Regions from separate parts of the Sus scrofa genome. Here region 1 is linked to region 2. A link is a contact called in public HiChIP or PLAC-seq data. All regions are on one chromosome and are shown on one strand. The core of a region is the stretch at or near the end of the contact, and the rest is flanking DNA. Distances in the headings are between cores, read along the strand shown. Region 1 overlaps ZNF462 (zinc finger protein 462). Region 2 overlaps ZNF462 (zinc finger protein 462).

Region 1 (5,958 bases), core at 3,427-5,926, 74 kb after region 2:
ATTTCTCTTGGGGTGAAAGAAAGACAAGGTGGTTTCTTTAAAAAAATGGCAATAATGAAACGGAGACTCTTGAGTGAATAATCATGAAGTACAAAGATTTACATCGTTTATAGCACATGAGATAGAAAGCATCATTTTAATGGCTTGGCCATAATTTTTAATAGGTTCTGCTGGTCTCCAGATTATCTGGCCAGAGAATACCAGCCTTCCCTTTTTGACTTCAGAATTTCTACATTAAAACATGGTCTTCTGGAGTTTATTTAAATGCTTATTATGAAGAGTGGCATTTCTGCTATAAAGACTTAAGAAGCCTGTAACTTTAGTGGTGCAAAATGGTATAGATGATTCTGCATCCTCTATTACACATGCAGAAGTCACCCATGGTTACGTTATTAGACCTTTGCCCTCTTCAGCGAATAGGAAGCCTCCAAAATTATCACCACCCTGAAGCTGAATATCTTGTGATAGACCCTTCCCAAGAAACCCACCTGTCTTAGATTTCTGTGACTTCTTTGAATTAGCCACAGTTTCATGTGCCAAGGATTGAAAAACATTTCAAGTGTAAGCTTTCTGTGTCCTGGGAACTCAGTCAACTCGCCCATCTCCCTCTTCCCATGCCAAGAAAAACATTTGTTCATCAGAAATACAAGCATATACTCTCAAACTCATTCAGAGCTAGTTCCTAGCAACACCAGAATTTTCTTCATAATTCCACAGTTGACTCTTGCATCTCTTGGATGGAGATTACCTTAAGTCCTCCAGAACCTCAGTGCTGGGACATATCAGAAAGGAAGAAGAAATTTACTTTATTCTTTGGCAGAAAATATATTGAGTGGTTAGTCAAATCATCCAAAATGATTCACCTTAGTTCTATTTTGAAAGAAAGAATTTTTTTTTGCCTTATCATTGCCCACCTTGAAAATTTTTTCCCCCTGAAAGTGGAGCTGGATATTTTAGTGCAGCTATATGGAACATAAGAACCCCTCAAGGAATTCCTGTCGTGGCTCAGCAGGTTATGAATCCGACTAGTATCCACGAAGATGCGGAGTTTCATCCCTGGTCTTGCTCAGGGGGTTTAGGATCCCGCGTTGCCACAAGCTGTGGGGTAGATTGCAGATGTGGCTTGGATCTGGCATTGCTGTGGCTGTGGCGGAGGCCAGCAGTAGCGGTTCCAACTGGACCCACAGCTTGAGAACTCGCATATGCTGTGGGTGTGTCTGTAAAAAAGGAAAAGAGAAAAGAAAGAAAAAAAAAAAAAAACCCTTCAAACTCTCTTGAGACTTCTTAGGATTCATAGATCCTTCCCTCTTTTCCAATTACTGTTCTACACTAGAGGATTTTCCACGAGCAGAAGGAAGCATATTAGGTTTGGGTAGACTGGTGTGTGTGAGCCATAACTTGGAGGTGGAGGTCTTGGGATAGCTTTGCTGGAGCAGAGGAGATGTCCTGGGCAAGATGGGTACCTGAAAAAGAATTTTTTAAGTGCCAACATGAGAAGAAGGTGCCAAATATAACCTTTTTGAAACAAGTAAACATTTATTTAAAAAAATAAATGATAGGATTTTTCTGATGGTGTAGCAGGTTAAGGATCCAGCGTTTTCACTGCTGTGGCTCAGGTTGCTGCCGCAGCACAGGTTCCATGCCCAGTCCAGTAACTTCCATGTACTGTGGGCACAGCCAAAATGAATACATAAATGATGCATTTTGATGGTATGGCCCAGACCGTCCAAATAATGTACATAGTTTCTTCATTCATTCATAATCCTAAATAATACCCTTTTGGAAAATCCTAGCAGTGGTGCTTAAACAGAAATGACGAGGGAAAGAACTGCCAAGGTGATATGAGAGGTTCAGGTAAGGAAGATCTGCTTGCTTTTTACTGGAGTCAGCTCCTTGCTGTTTATGCCCAGGAAGGGACATGAGCCTGCCCTTGGGCTCCTCTGCTTTGTAATGTCAGAGTCATCGAGCGCAACCCAAAGGAGGTGTGTGGCTTAGAGTGCAGGGTCCAGCTAAGGTTTTATTTACCTGTACCCGCTCTCGGAGAGTCATTCCAGTGCTGGGATCTTCGGCTTCCTCGGGGATGAAAATATTCTCACGCGCCTCATGCGAGCCGCGTCCTGATGTCCTCTCTGATGTTCATGAGCTGTGAGCCCTCTACCAACGCTGCCATGAGAGCCACGTGGAGCAACCCAGGGCCTTAAATCTTTACTATAGTCCTTGATTTTTAGCACTGCTAGTGTTTTTCTTCCCCCATGACCAGTTTGAAAGCCATCCATTCTGGTTTATTATTAGGATTCTGCCTGTCTCTTTAACTCCAAAGTGATCAAATTAATTGTGATTTTTATTTAATTCTGCTGATTGCCTTAAATTTACCATCGGATTTAATATGTCTAATGAATCAAAGGAACAAATTATTAGTCTCATTTTATAGAGAAGGAAATGGAGACCTGAGGATTGAAATGATGAGTCCAAAAGTCACAAAACACACATATGTGGTGGACTTCGTCTGAACCCAAAGCTTATGCCTTGGGTTTATGCCAATTTCATCAAAGATTGGTTCTCAGCAGAAACACACATGCATAAATGAGACACAGTGGTGGAGACACAACCTCTTCTTACATGTTTGGGTGCTCTGGAATCTTCCAAAGGACACTAAAGTCAAATTTTATCATTGGTTGATATTTAGAGCCTAAGTTAATAGAGACACAGTGTTCAGTTAAAAGAGCACTATATGAGGAATGAGAAATTATGCATTTGGATTTTGTTGGCTGTAGCCAAGGAGAAGAGATGGAATTGATGAGTCCTGGGAGGCTTCTTTGAAAAGGTGGGGTTCAGGCGGGGCCTTGAGGATGAGCAGGATTTTTATAGGCTGGTAGAAGTGCCCCAGGTGGGACGAGTATGAGAAGTGAACAGGTGTACAGAAGACGTAATGATGAGACAGCAAGGAGACCAGTCAGCTAGAGTGGAGGGTGTGTAGGGAAGTTAGTGGGAGGGCAGTTGGCAGGGTGGGGAGAGGCAGGACCAAAATGTAGGGGTAATTAATACCAGGAAGAGGTCTTTATATTGTTAAGAAACAGGCTAAACAAAGAAGACCAGCAGCAAGGTCCCCATCCCTTTTGGAAGTGGGAGGGGACTTCGGAACTAGGAGTGTGCGATGCTGATCCCTGTGGGTCTTCAGCAATGAATGTGCATTCAGAGTAGTCAGGGGAGGAGTTCCTGCTGTGGCACAGTGGGTTAGGAGTTCAACTGCAGCGGCTTGGGCCACTTTGGAGGCAAGGGTTCGATCCCCAGCCTAACATGGTGGGTTAAAGGGTCCAGCATGGGTCATAGCTTTGGCTCGGATTCAGTCCCTGGCCGGGAGCTTCCATATGCCACGGATGCCACCATAAAATTGAAAAAAAAAATTAATTATGGGAGGTAGTTCTCCCCTTTTAAGATGTCTCCATAGATCTCCCTTCTGATTACAAAAATCATGCCTAATTATGATTATAGAACAGCTTAATGGCAACACGTGCCATAAATTATGAGGGTCACCCATCATGCTAGCCTGTCTGTACCCCAAATAACCCTAATAACAGTCTGCTGTAGAATCATCTAGCTCTTTGTTCCTTGCATATACAAAAAGGGTTCTGTTTTATTTTAATTTTTTTTCAAAATTGGAACCATAATATACAAACTACTTTCTTGCATCTTTTCATCTTCACTTAAAATCTTCTCTCACCATTTTGAAATAGTGAAACAAAGCACCAAAGAGGATTCCCCTTTAAATCATAAATATTAAGGATGTAAAGGCCTCAGTATTTTTGTGTGTATGTGATATATGTATTTAAGATGGGGGGGTCTCAGGTTTGTATAAGGCCTTTGAGGTTTTGCCAATCAAAAATTCCCTCGTTTATTTCACGTTCAGGCTCTCTCGTCTTCTAAAAAATGACTTAAGTCTCTTTTTCTCTTGCTTCAGTCTTAATACATTTGAAATATTGGCAAATGCTCCATAAGTTAAATGACAGAATCCAGATTACAGACTGTCTAGACTGTTCAGAGTAATGAGCTGAAAGTGAGATTTTGCTGGGGGATAAATATAAAACTTGGGTAGCTTCTGACCTTTGTATTCACTTCCATTACTAGACTTGCCAAATATTCTTGTAATTGTCAGTTATCAGATCTGTCTCCCCAACTAAACTGTGTGCTCTCTGAGGTCAAGGACTGTTCCAGAGTCTTAGCCCTTGGCAGGCCATTCAGTAATGACTTCTTGATATGAAGGAGGGCAGCAAAATCAACCACGCACAAGGAGAAGGGACAAAACAATAGTTTACGTGTCAAAAAGCCTGGGAATTTGAGTGACTGCAAAAGATAGCTGGGAAAGGCCAGCAGAACGGGGCTGCGCGTGAACCGTAAGAGCGTACGTTGTCTCAGGTCACCCCTCCCTCCTCCACTTACCTAACGTTGGCCTTCCCTGCAACGGCAACGCCACTTACCCTGTCAACTCTGCACCTAAAGTGACTCATCCCTTTCCTTCAAGCAGCCAAGAAGAGGAGTGAGTGCAGGCCTTACTTTCTGCCACCTGTTGAACAGTATTTTTTGCTTCCATCACATTTCGAATGCCTGCTCTCAGCTTACTTCCGTCTCCATATCTTCTGGAATGTTCTTTCACCTTCCTCAGTGAACTCAGTGCCAGGCTCACAGCCTGCCTTTTCACGCCAGTCATGACCATCGTGCTCTGGAATTTTGCCGTACTGGACCCGGTGATAATGACGCAACAAATATTTGGTCTCTTCAGCTGGAGATATTTGCCTCTTCGCTGACTGTGTTCCACCACCCTTCTTTTGAGGCTGGACTCACCATAACCACTCTGCCTTCAGCATCCCAAACTCTTCAATTCTCTCTGACCACCACCCAACGACCCTTGTCTACTCAACCCAGACTCTAGGTTTAGCCATTTCAGAAGGGATTTTCCCAGCATCCTTGTGTCTCTCCCTCCATTGTCCTTCTGTGGTTTTCAACTTGTCAGACCCCATCCCTGAATAACCCTCACCCTCTGCTCCCCCTGTTGTTGTTGATTTTGGCCATCTCACAGCATGTGGAGTTCCTGAACCAGGGATCAGATCCGAGTCAGAGTCATGACCTAAGGTGCGGCAACACCAGATCCTTAACCGACTGCGCCGGGCTGGGGATTGAACCCACGTCCCAGCACTCCCAAGACACCGCTGATCCCGTTACACCACAACGAGAGCTCCACTTCCTCTGATTTTTGCCAGTCTTTCTGGCTCTAATCTCAAGCTTCCCCAGTCTGTTTTCAAGGTTCTCTTTGTTAACCACAAATCCAATTTCCTTTTAAAAGTAAATTGGAGCTGATTCAGATTTATCCCTCTGTGACATCGGTTTACTTTCTTGAGTGAAAGAGACAGGCGTGGAGTCACAGCCAAGGTGGCAGAAGTTGCAAATAGCTGCAGTGTTTACCTTGCCTGCCCCAAAGCTAACAGTGAACAAATGGAATGAGCAGCAAGAGAGTTCACAGCTGGGGTATCACAAATTATTAGGTTGTACTTGGGAGAGGTGGTTTTCCTATGACTCCGATTTTTATAGTATTTTACAATTTTCCCCATGGGTACGTTTTTAATTAGGAATACAGAGAAGATGAAGAAATCCACATCTACCTTGCGTGCACGCAAGGATAGTGCCACTGACATGTCTGTTAGAAGGAACAATGGGAATAATTCCATTAAAGGCAGGCAGTAAAGTATTAGTAAACTTCCCAGCTAACACGTTAAAATCAGTACATTCCATGTATTTTTAACAATAAAACCATTTCCGCAAATACATCTACAGTACACTTTTGCACCTTGATTATGTTACCTCTGAAAAAGATAACTTTCTAAAAATGATTAAGTTCAATGTTAAAATGCAAGATAGATTTATTTTGTTCTCTTTCTTGTTTTTCAGTGGCTTCATTATTATGTG
Region 2 (6,519 bases), core at 1,951-4,450:
GAATATAAAATATATTGTGAATATATTTTAGGTAGATGGACCAATCAATCAATAGATTGATCTATCGATTGGTTGATTGATAGATATATCTTCTTGCTGGGAGAAGGCTTATTTTTTTGCTGACGGATCAGGAGTGCAAATTTCTCAGAATTTCTGTGTGAACATGTAGTTCTCTGTGCTGGGGTTTTCCTTAAGAAAGTGGTGTGTAGTTGGTGGAGCATACTCTTTGGGTCTTGCACAAGCAAAAGTTAAATTGCACCTTTGTTCTTGCCCAGCTGTGTGATCTTGAATAAGTCACTTAACTTCTCTGTTCCCATGATTGCCTACCCAATAAAATGGGGATAATAATATGAATCTGGAGAACTGACGTAAGGACCGAAACGTGTATAAGGGCCCTTCTTCCTTGGGAATAGAGAAAATGAGGTGGGGAGGTCTAGACTGGCTATGAACTGTTTTGTCCTCTGTCTTAGACTCAATGTTAAGATTCATGTTATGCCATGTCTGACTTAAGTGATGGGAAGTCCTTGTTGCTTGTATCCATTTACTTTTCTGGGTTGTGAGCCTCCGGTCTGGCTGGCTGTGGTCCTGAAGCTCTCCGTAGTTGGGATTTATAAACCACCTGAAGATGATCCCAGGTCTCCTTGGGAAAGTGCACTGACCCTCCACTTTGCAGAGATAGATATTCCCTGGGGTGTTGTGGGAATGATTCTGAATCAAGGTGAACTTCAAGAGCTTTTTGGAAAAATGGTGTTATTACCATGCCTCTTGTCTGGCATCGTTCTGGCAAAAATGATGTGTCTAAGAGCACTGTATTCACTCAGTGAAAATAGGAGCTATGCCCCTTTCTGGCTTTGCTCAGATAGCTCTCTCTGAGCCAGTTTGAGGGCTGTCCTCTGGCCTTGCTTTGAATTGCATGGTCTTCTCTGTGCAAACGTTTATTTTAGTAGTCCATGTCCACTTGGTCTTACTAATGTACTGTAATATCAGATGCTTGGAGATCTCAGGGGTAGGGAGGCTAATTTTAGAGTGCCTTCAGGATAGATGATATTTCAAAATGTGGAAGGGTGTTGGTAGGGCTTACCAGGACTTACCTAACCTGGACTGCTCCATGTCAGTAGAACCTTCTTTGGTGGCTCCTTGGTGGCAGCAATAAAAAACGAGTCACTAGTTCTTAGGTAACAAAGTATAGTGATTTTTTTTCACCTTTCAAAGCAGATTAGTCATGAAGACTTAGTTATTTTTACATTTTGAAGGTTTCCGGAAAGGCAAGGGTGTTGGTGGAAATTCTTTTTTTTTGGGGGGGGGGCTGTGTCTGTGGCCTATAGAACTTACCAGGCCAGGGATCAAACCTGAACCACAGCAGTGACCTAAGCCGCTGCAGTGACAATGCCTGATCCCTAACCCCCTGTGCCACAAGAGAACTCCCAGAATTTTTTTTTTTTTTTAATTATTGAAAAGAAACCTTCATGTTGCTACTTTAAAATTGTGGCCAGAGATATTGGAGGAGGAGAGAAAAAAGAGACCATATATTTTATTTATTTACCAGTGTTCAGATCTCTAGGATGATCTCAAGTGAGAGATTTTTGGTCTCAGAAGGTGGACCCCAAAATGAAAGGAGTGGAAGTGAAGCCCTGGCTATGGTGTGGTTAAAAGAATGTGGAATGCCCTCAGTCAAGTAAGAAAGGTCGAGAGAAACAGGAGGGACTGAAACTAGGACTTCCTGGGATGCCAGAAAAGCTCTGGGAGTGGAAAGCTCTTTCCATTTTCCCCAAGCCCTAGGGAGGGAAAGGTAGATTTGGGGGTGCCACTTTGCCACGTGTTCAGTTCTTTCCAAGCTGTAAGATCCTTACTTATTTGTGGCAGCCTAGTAGTAGTAGGAAAGTGATTGGCTTCACTTGGGTCAAGTTCCTCATTTGCTCCTGGCCTCCAGTTTATCTTCAAAATGGAATTCCCTCTTTGGCGAAGGCTTAGAGACATAATGTATGTAAAACACCCAGCACGCTGCCAGGTACTCAGTGAACGGCCACCTCTGCAGTTCATTTGCAATGATCGATTAGTGGCCATCTAGTGCCTGTGGTGCAGATGGCTTGCTCCTTGCCATTTTTTTCTGCCGCCTGGCTTTGCCTTCCTAGTTTGTAGTTGTGGGATGATGATAGAGTTGGAAAGAATTGAGTGTCTTCACTCTCTCGTAAAATGTTTTATAGATGCTGTTATATTTAAGAAATATGTGCTCATTCATCTTTATTCATTCATCAAACATTTATTGAGGGCCCTTTGAGTACTTGGCACGCCTGCAGTGTGCCTAGGTGGTCGAACCCAGTGGAGGTGGGAATCTCTCTACCAGTTGTGTTAGGTTCTTTGTCTTGGTAATTGGGAGTGATTATGATGGAGATGGCGGTCCTTAATCACACTCCAATGAACCAGAGGGTGGCGAACCCTGGCCCGAGGCAGTGAGACCTGGATTCCTATTTAGATGCATGTATTTCTGCGTCTTTGTGTGTATATGTTTACAATATAATTTGCTAACTGTGTAGTTAAGGCTACTGGGGTGCATAATCTGGCAGATCATTTAAATATTTACACCGAAATATCTTGTTCTCTGTTGGTGTGAAGTAGAGTTTCCAGTTATTTTTAGGTCATTTTCATCTTAGCAACCCTGTTGGAGATGAACCAGACACACTGCTGTAAACTGTCCCCACATTTTGATCGAATTTAATAAAGTAAAGTTGAATGGTTTGGTCCCAAGAGGCCAACCAACCATCTGGTTAGCAGAAGGGTTAGGTCGAGTATTGCATGGCTGCTGAGAGGGCCACAGACCAGCCCCGATGTCCTGGTAATATGTCCAGTGGCTGCATGCATTAAGCATGGAAATGGTGCTTTCAAGTCTGCAGAGCCAGCAGTTCTGTTACCACCGCTGTGACGCAGGAGATAATTCAGCTGGGCAAGCGGCAGCGTGGGGGTGGATCTACAGTACAGGATGTGTAATGTCAACATGAAGGATTGGAGCTGGCAGAAGGAAGGGAAGCACTCATTTCATGCCAGTGCAGGAAGCCTAAAGATGCATCCCGCCCCCACACCCCCTTTGCATCTTGTCCTCTTCTGGAGCTTTCCCATGATGTGTTAAATGATTACCTTGTGCATGGTCCATGGCAAAACTTCAGCTGATTTCCTGCCTCTTTTGGAACCTGTCAGCATAAACCTAGTGAACCACATTCCACACACATGTAGGGCGGGCAGAGGCAGGAGTTAGTGGCACCGCCTGGGAGGAGGAGCCAGAGTTTTGTTAGGCAGGAGCATCTTTGCGCTTGGAGATGGAATCCCATTGTACGTCCCTTTGTGCTCAGCTCTGAGACTGGCCATCCGTTCAAAGGCTGCAATCATCTCGGCACATTGTGCTGCAGCTGTAGTTGGGAGAAGGCTGCAGAATGGTTCCAGTGATTCTGCAGAAGCTCGGCAATTACATAATTGCTATGTAACTGGAGAGAGCCATCAGGATTGTCTAGTTCTCCTGGAGAGAAAGCTCCTACAATTTGAGGGCTAGATTGTTTTCCCTTGTTAAACCTGAAGGCTGATGAGCAAGTACATCAAGCCACCAGGCTGGAACCGGGGCCTCTCAGGGGCCTGAGAGGGCACAAAATTCACAAGTACACTTGGCTGAACACTCAGTGGACTTCACAGCTGTGTTAAAGGGAGAGAGAGGGCGAGAGCAAGTCACTGACTCTTGGAAAAGTGGATTCTTATATCAGCCAAACATGATATTGGACTTGCCTCTAGTATTTGGGACTCTGTTCTGTATGCATTCAAAGCATAGAGGATTCCAGTCTCCTGCTCCCAGGAATGGGACTAGCAGAGTTGCACTTGACCACCAAGAGCCCTCTCAGTTTCTGCTGCCTGCTCAGAAGGATTTCACAGTCTCTCTCTCTCTTTTCAATTTTTTATTTTTTGCTTTTTAGGACTGCCCCTGCAACATAGGGAAGTTCCCAGGCTAGGGGTCGAATCAGAGCTACAGCTGCCAGCCTACACCACAGCCACAGCAATGTGGGATCTGAGCCTTGTCTGCGACCTACACCTCACCTCACTGCAACGCTGGATCCTTCACCTACTGAATGAGGCCTGGGATCGAACCCGCATCCTCATGAGTACTAGTTGACTTCGTTACTGCTGAGCCATGATGGGAACTCCTCGCAGCCTCTCTGAAAGCTCTTAGATGCAGATGAGTGGAAGGAGGGTGAGGCCTACCCTACCCCTCAGGCCTTTCTAAATGCGCTGGCTCCCTGGGCTTCAGACCCTGGTGCAGTGCCTGGGCAGCCTGGGGGCTGGAGCAGACTGGACAGTTTGTCTGGGAAGACCTCACAGCGAAGGAATGAATTCCTTCTTTCAGCTACCTTACCGCTTGTTTTCCCTGGTGGAGAAAATTTTGAGGTGGAGTTGGTTAGATGTAGGCGCAAGGGTTGCATTAAACCAGCGAGAGCCTCGGGCTCCAAGTCTCATCAGATACCTACCGAAGCAGTCACCTAAAATTAGCCACACCTCCTAACCCAAGTGAGGGTTTTATGTTTGTTTATGTTAAGTAGCTCTAAATTTCAGCAATCCTACCTTTCTGGGCACAGTTTTGTGGAGCTGGTAGAGTAGAAAGAGTGGTTGTTGGGGTAATTTTTATTAATGGCCTAAGTTGGACCTTTCATAACTATGATATTCATCTGTTTTTTTCTATTTAAATGTGTTTGTACTCAGAACTTCAGCCTAAGGGAAAATTCTACCTTGTGGCTCCTTTGTGAATTAAAAGGGAGTCCCCAGGAGTTCCCTGGTGGCCTTGTGGGTTAAGGACCTGCTGTTGTCACTGCTGTGGCTCTGGTTACTTGTGTGGCGTGGGTTCAGTCCCTGGCGTGGGAACATCCACATGCTGCAGCTCCCTCGCCAAAAAAAAAAGGAGCATCCAGCAGGCAGTATTAGGACTCGGACTTCCAAAATGGATTAGGTCCACAGATTCCTAGACCTTTTACCTTTAGACGTCTGCTTTCCTCTGTATTCCTGGGCCTAATGCTGAGGTAGATAGAAGATAAGAGTTTGTTTAGGAAGCTTGATTCCTATGAAAGAGGACTGGTGGGTTTTCAAGGAGCCAACCTGATTCAGCACCAAGCTTTTATTTTGGAGCAATCTGGAGGGATATAGGATCACCCATGGTGACCCTTGCCTGCGTCATTCCAGGCAGGCCTTGGCAGGCTCCAGCAGATGAGTAAGGACGAGGGCAATTGGCAGGAGGACCCGCTGAGTTCATCTTGCTTCATATCTCAGGAACTGGCCTGACCTCGTTCCATCATCAGTGTTTGGGCATTCTGAGAAACACCGGACCATCTCTCAAGGGTCCTGGAGATTGTGTTGGAAGCAGCATGCTCTCCTACTGGGAAGGAACACCTGCTTTATTGCAGAGAGCACACAGGAGGGAACCCTTTGCTCTCAGTGTTGGGAGGCCTCTGAAGACCTTGGCAGTGAGGGCCATGGTATGTCGTGGAAAGAACATAGACCTCAGAGCCATTGCGTAGTCGTGTGACCTTCAGCGACTTAATCTCTGATCCTCAACTTCCTGATCTGGAAAAAAAAAAAAAAAAAAAATCCACTTCGTAAGCTTCTTGAGGGGAATCAATAAGATCACAAATGTAAATCTCTGGTGCAGAGCATAATCTATTGTGGGCACATCAAAAATACTAATTCCCTTTTCTTCTGTCCTTAAGTTTTTATAAAATACTTATATTGGGCAGGGCACTGTTAAACAGTGACTATGTGATTAGGGGTCAGAGTACACTTGGGTCCATGTGAAGTCCCTCTAAGGGGGCTCCTTGAAGCTTGTCCTGGTGGGATAGATAAACATCTAACTTCTTGGCTTTGGAGGCTGAGCAGCATCTTTTGTTAGAGGATGACTTTTAAGAGCCAATGTGCTCCTGTATGAAACACGATTCCAAAATCTGGCGAAGGGGAAGAAAAGTACCTTAACCTCTGTTTGCACTATCTTGAACATTCTGTAATAGATTATTTATTAAATTCCTTAGATGAGGTTCTGGTGTTTTTGTTTTGACTATGGTTATACAACTAACTGCCGGAAAAGAGAAACCTAGCATTTCCCAAGCCGAGCCCTGAGGAGAGATAGTTGGGTAACCAGAATCCAGAAGACTCTACAACATGGAGGGTTCTTAACAAGCCTCTTTTCCTGGACCTCTAGTCCAGGGGGCCATTCCTTCTGTTGGTGCTCAAGGAAGCCTTGTTGACTGCCCTCAGGGAGAAAGACCTCACTTGGTTAACATTTAGCCCAGTCAACTTTGAAGGCCAATCACTGGTTTGTCTCTTGGTCAGTTACTGAATGGAAGTGGACCAGAAGCAACAGAAAGGCAGGTGTGGGGTTTCCCTTGCTCATTTCTATCGGTCAGTGCCTTGCTTAGTGACTAGGGTAGATGTACATAGTCAGTGTAGGTTGGATTAGTTAACCAGTTCTAGCACTATTTATTTATTTATTTATGTCTTTTT

Evidence for each region. HiChIP or PLAC-seq counts read pairs in DNA pulled down with a chosen protein or histone mark.
Region 1: a contact with region 2 is called in an H3K27ac HiChIP or PLAC-seq map of skeletal muscle. The contact joins two enhancer-like sites. A contact is called at or near these places in 2 of 47 Hi-C or Micro-C datasets (both in skeletal muscle) and 1 of 2 datasets of contacts at active chromatin or transcription factors (skeletal muscle).

The regions. Positions count from the first base shown.
Region 1 is chr1:248,119,050-248,125,007 of Sscrofa11.1, forward strand. All of the region lies in intron 7 of ZNF462 (zinc finger protein 462), which reads left to right. Among named protein-coding and RNA genes, the nearest start is that of ZNF462, 93 kb to the left of the region's middle. Within about 2 kb of position 4,677, at least 1 of the 83 cell types and tissues checked has an H3K27ac peak or open chromatin away from gene starts, as enhancers often do. A contact at or near this core is called in skeletal muscle, where this site is marked.
Region 2 is chr1:248,046,426-248,052,944 of Sscrofa11.1, forward strand. All of the region lies in intron 1 of ZNF462 (zinc finger protein 462), which reads left to right. Among named protein-coding and RNA genes, the nearest start is that of ZNF462, 21 kb to the left of the region's middle. Within about 2 kb of position 3,201, at least 28 of the 83 cell types and tissues checked have an H3K27ac peak or open chromatin away from gene starts, as enhancers often do. A contact at or near this core is called in skeletal muscle, where this site is marked.